2 separate regions of the Macaca mulatta genome follow, and region 2 is linked to region 1. Evidence: chromatin contacts called from public Hi-C data. All regions are on one chromosome and are shown on one strand. The core of a region is the stretch at or near the end of the contact, and the rest is flanking DNA. Distances in the headings are between cores, read along the strand shown. Region 1 holds the start of EIF2B5 (eukaryotic translation initiation factor 2B subunit epsilon). Region 2 holds the start of AP2M1 (adaptor related protein complex 2 subunit mu 1).

Region 1 (2,674 bases), core at 64-2,563:
GTTTTCGTTCAGCACCCTAACCAGGGAAGAAATGACAGACTCCTCGGTTCCACGAGGCGAGCGCCGGGACACGACGGGTCAAGTCGGAATCGCCACGTGGAAACAACGCTCAGCATCGCAAACTTCAAATCCCGACGTGCAACGCGGGGCGGGATGGGAAGTTTGCAGGAACTGCAGAAGCCTGTGGCGTGGAACCTGGACAGGTCCCGTGCAAAAAGGGCGCGATGCTTTACAGAAAAGCTTCTTGCCTCCCAAATGACGCCCAGGCTTCCTGCCTTGTTCCACCTCTTTCCCACGGCCCCGCCCCTCTGCAGGGTTGGTTTATTCCCCGCAGCCCCCGCATCTTTCCCCAAAGAGAGAAAGGTGCTGCTGCGCCTTTTCAAGCCTTGGACCTTTACGCCCGCACTTTCCTCTGCCCAGAAAGCTTACTGCTTAATGCCAGTACAACTTACTGGTGTGCCTGGATCCACCCCTGTCTCCACTCTGCTTAAGACAGAGGAGGATGATAGGCTGGAAGAATGAATAGATGACATTAAATCGTCATTGTTATCCCCACATAACTTGGCAGCAAGATTGTGGAACTCTGCAGTCTGACAGATCGGGTTCCAATACCAGTTCTTCCACTTACTAGATGGGTAAACTTCCTTCATCCTTCTGAGAGTTCAAGAAATGTTTGCTGAACGAATGAATAAGATGTTTTGCAGAGATATGTGACGAATTAAATGAGATAATGCTTGTATCGTGCCTAGCCCAAAATCAGCGCTCAATGGAATTACTAGTCTCCCTACTATATGCCACCTTCTCTATGCAGGTTCTGAGTTCCTCGCAGCGGGGGGACATCTGGCTCGGTTCCATCTCCCCAAGGCGCTGGGTTCCCAGAAGTTTCTAGAATGAATACGGAGGGCTACATATTTCACATGCGCGGGGCGGGGAAACTGCTGGACGATTACAGGTTCCGGATGGAGCTGGCCCCTTCGTGGCGACCACAAATCCTATCACGCTGCAAGAATCTCGACTTGTTCACAGACAAATGAAGGCCGACGATACTTGCAGACCGAGTCTGACGTCTATGGGACCCCACCCCTACCCTGCGCCTCCAGGGGCCGGGACAACCGCGACCGGTCCCCACTCCTCGCGCCTCCGGGATCAACCTAGAACTCTGTGGGCGCCCGCAGAAGACGCATGCGCACTGCTCCCTCCTCGTCTCCTCCTTCCCTTCGTTAATTAGTTCATCGCATTTCAAGTGCTGGATCCTTTTTGTCCCTTATTGCGTGCGGTGTCAGCTTCCTTGCGGAAGTGGTGGCCGTGAGAGAAGAAGATGGCGGCCCCTGTAGTGGCGCCGCCTGGTGTGGTGGTTAGTCGGGCCAACAAGCGCAGCGGCGCGGGGCCGGGAGGCAGCGGTGGCGGGGGAGCCAGAGGGGCGGAGGAGGAACCGCCGCCGCCCCTACAAGCAGTTCTGGTGGCCGATAGCTTCGATCGCCGCTTCTTCCCCATCTCCAAGGACCAGCCTCGGGTGAGCGCAGCGCACGCGAGCAGCCAGAGGGCAGGAAGTGTGGCAGGGCTGGAGCAAGTTCTCCTTTCGGCTAACTACTACGGCAAGCCTTTGAAGGACTTGTGTCCATACTGTTATCCTAAAACCGAGTTTACGTGGTTAGGAAGGAGGCAGAGGTACTGTCTTAAACCCTGATGACTGCTGACCAAGTTAGTGGCCGGCAGATTTGGGCATTGGTAATGCTGTACACCTCGGGTTTGAAAGGAATGAAGAGAGCTAAATGTAGAAACAGCGCTTGAGAAAGTCTTCACGCGGGGATTCAGTGCCCCTGGAAGAGGCTGCGCCGCTTTTAACCTTGCAGATGACGGATGCTTAGGTGAAAAGAAACGACCTTTTGCCTCTGAAAGGGCGGTAATATGCCTTAAAAAGAACAGGCTAGATCTCGGTCAGTGTACTTTTTTTTTCCCCCTCCAGGTTCTAATGATACCCGGTGCTATCTGTCGAAAGGACAAAATGGGTTTAGTGGTTGATTGCCATCAGCCCCCGAGTTGTCTAGACAATGGAGTATTGAACTCAGCTGGGTCGTTCAGCAGCCCTCAGTTCAGAGAGAGGGAACTGCATGGGATTTAAGAAAATCCTCTCTAATTCTTTCGAAAAAGCCTAATGGCTGTTCATTTTTGAAAAGTGACGGGAGATGGCTAACCTCTGACACTTAGAAAGGGATCAAGGAAGGAAATCTTATGGGGAAGAAGGCCTTAGCAATGCTTAAATTTATGGAAATATGATTGATTTCCAGTATTATCCTTTGCCAGCGGTGAACTGCCATTCTGTCACAGCTCTGTGTCTGATACAAGGCACACAGATTCTGTACTTACCATCCCCAAATTGCAACGTTTCAGACTCAGGCTTAGAGCATGACGTGAACATCAAAGGCAGGAACCTGTGTACCTTTGAATTGGAAAGATACAGCAAAATTACACCATTTGGAAATATTAATAGAGGAGTGAAAATTGTTGCAGTGGGGTATCCAAAGGGATTCGAGACCTCAATTTTTTTTCATCTTCTATCCTTCAGGTCCTCTTGCCCCTGGCCAATGTGGCATTAATTGACTATACTCTGGAATTCCTGACTGCCACAGGTGTACAGGAAACATTTGTCTTTTGTTGCTGGAAAGCTGCTCAA
Region 2 (2,674 bases), core at 50-2,549, 40 kb after region 1:
ATGATGATAATAATACCTACCTCACAGGGTTGTTGTGAGGATTTAAATTAGATATTGTACGAAAAGTGCCTAGCACAGTGCCTGGCACACAGTAGAGTAGGTGCTCAATAAATGGTAGCTATTATTATTATTTTATCATTATTATTATTTACTCTAAATTGGTAGCAGTTTAGGGTATTTTTGGAAGATAAAGCTTTTGCAAAGGTAGGAGTGAAGCCTTGAGTGCTGGTTCAAAAATTAGAAGTGCCTGTATTCAGTCACTTAATGACTTCAGACCTTGACTATGATTTGAGAGGGGTCAGATCTTCATCCTGCCACATCGTGGCTTCTGGCCAGAGGCTGGGAAGGACTGTAACATTTGCAACCAGATCTGCCCTTTCTCACCCTTCCTTCCTCCCATGACAGGCACAGTCCTGCCCAAAGAAGGCAGCAGTTTATCTCTGCAAGAACCAAGCAGGCCTTTAATGTTTGAGGGTTGGCTCTGTCTCCTCAGCTTGGATGTAAAGATTCTGTTTATCAAAGAAGGGATTTCAAATCCCATGTCAAACTGAATTCAACTCTTTGAACATCTTCTAAGCAACATATATGCCTGTCACTAGAAGGCATGCACAATCGCATAGGTATAGCTAAGGAGAACATCGGCTCATTCATGAAAAGCTGTAGCTGACCTCGAGGAAGAGTGTACAGTCATGGACATATTTGTGAAAAGGTTTAGTTTCTTCCCGAGTGGTCTCCTCTTTGCTCCCCGCTCCTCTCCTTGGGTCTTGATCCCTTGGAAAAAGCCCATGTCCGGAATAAATATATGAGAAAAGCTTGGGAGAATCAGAGGTAGTGTTAGAAAGCAGTAAATTCAGCACAAACACTTATACTGCCAAGTTGTATTTATTTGTGTGCAAAGTGAGGACAGCCAGTCCTGGGACTCTGGAAACAGAAAAGGCCTACAGCAATCCCAGGCTTAACAGATGTGCTTCTACAAATGGCATTAATATTCCAAAACTCCAAAACACAAATAGGAACAGGAGGAAGTGCAGGGACTACAATTCCCAGAGCGCTCAGTGAAAAAAAAAAAAAAAAATGAGGCCGGTGGAGCGGTGTATGCTGGAATGTGTATTTCTGGTAGGGCCGGCTAAGGCCACGCCTACCCCTTCCTGAGGCAGGGACGGTTTCTCGAAAGCAGTCGGTAGTTGTAGTTTTGCTAAACCTAGAGCGCTTCAAATAGCAAGCAAGGAGGCCGCGAGGCCTGACGGGATTTGTAGTCGGCGCGAGAGGCGGGCGCGCACGCGCAGCCGGGACCGGGGCGGGGCCGCGGCACTGCGGTGAAAGCCGAGGCAGCGGGCAGACGAGCAGGGGGCGGGCGGACATCTTGGGATCCGGAGAGTGGCCGGGCCGGCAGAGAAGGGGCCTCGGGACACCAGGTGAGCCGGGGATCTGGCCTTATGGCGTGGGGGAGGACGCCGCGGGTCGTCTGCTTCGCCGCCCAGCTTTGTCCTGCCCTGCGCTGAGCTGGCAGAAAGCTGCCCACACCCGGGAGTGGCTTCAGCCTTCAGACCCGGGAGCTGGCTGACGGTGGGGCGGGGGCGCCCGGGGCGAGGTTGCAGGGCTGGCTGGGAGCGGTGCCCTCCACCTGACCCGCCTGGCGCCTCCCATGAGAGGGATACCGCCTGAAATTCTCCCAGAGCAGGAACGCTGCGCAGCGCCCCCTCCCTAGGATAGTGCCAACCCCCTACCCCTCCGCGCAAGGACAATTTCCCCGTCTCGTAGGACAGTGACACCCCCTTGTTCCGCCTCCTTGCACCGTGACAGATCTCACACCATGCGGCCCCCCCTCCTCTCAGTTCAGTGACATCCCGCGGCTCTTCTTCCTTAGACCTGTGACGGCCCCCGCGCCCCATGGCACCATCTTTTCCCACGATGTCTCCCCAAGGCGAAAAGCCCACCACCCCCTCATTACTCTGCACCTGAACCCCAAGCAGGCTCTGTCTCCCCAGCTTTCCCTTATTCACTACCGTCAATTTCCCCCTGCTGGTTTTTCCTTCTTAAAGCCTTGACCTTTTCCATACTGGAAACCCTTACCTTTAGGTGCACTCCACCAGCCCAGTTTGCTGCTGTGGGCTCACCTGAGGACGCTGCCTGGCTGTCACTGCCGGTCTTTACCCTTAACTAAATGTTCCATTCCTGCCCAAGGCCCCACCTCTGGTTCTCGGGTGCCCTTCCCTACCTACCACTCGATATACCTGTGGACTTGGTTCTTTGCCCCAGGCTCTACCTCCATTTTGCATCTCCTCTACCAGCCTGTTTGGGACTGAGGAATGGGATGAGTCCACCACCTTGAGAGGCCGCTCACCCCTCTGGAAGACCTTGACAGCCACAGGAAAAGGCTTTATTTTCCAGTTTAGAAAAGTCTTCTAAAGTACTCCCTGTGAAATTAATACCAGAGCTAATCCAGGAAATCTAAAAGCAAATTAATGCCTTTTCTCAAGCAGTCTAAATTAATTTGACCCAAATAATTTGGATAATTCAGGCATCCTGAAATCCCTGCTTCTTGTTTATAGGCACCCAGGCCAGAAATGAGTTACTTGATGGGCCTGGAATCACGATTTCAGATGGAAGGATTTCTTAATTTTATGAGCCTGCACTACCCCCACCCCCCCAGTCCTTACTTTTATTGCATTCC

The links. Hi-C and Micro-C count contacts between places; a contact is called where the count stands out from the background.
Region 2: a contact with region 1 is called in a Hi-C map of fetal cortex germinal zone, with 2.0 times the contacts expected there. The contact joins the promoter of AP2M1 here to the promoter of EIF2B5 in region 1. A contact is called at or near these places in 4 of 14 Hi-C or Micro-C datasets (blood, cortical neurons, fetal cortex germinal zone and 1 more).

What each region holds. Positions count from the first base shown.
Region 1 is chr2:96,269,128-96,271,801 of T2T-MMU8v2.0, forward strand. EIF2B5 (eukaryotic translation initiation factor 2B subunit epsilon) reads left to right here and starts at 1,314. Exons shown (of 16, transcript NM_001266121.1): 1 at 1,314-1,513; 2 at 2,567-2,674. The coding sequence starts at 1,319. LOC144339076 (a long non-coding RNA gene) reads right to left here and starts at 1,191. Exons shown (of 4, transcript XR_013413733.1): 1 at 1,120-1,191; 2 at 629-654; 3 at 453-510; 4 at 1-195.
Region 2 is chr2:96,309,317-96,311,990 of T2T-MMU8v2.0, forward strand. It overlaps AP2M1 (adaptor related protein complex 2 subunit mu 1), which reads left to right and starts at 1,300. Exons shown (of 11, transcript NM_001260598.1): 1 at 1,300-1,415. It overlaps DVL3 (dishevelled segment polarity protein 3), which reads left to right. Exons shown (of 16, transcript XM_015131485.3): 16 at 1-130.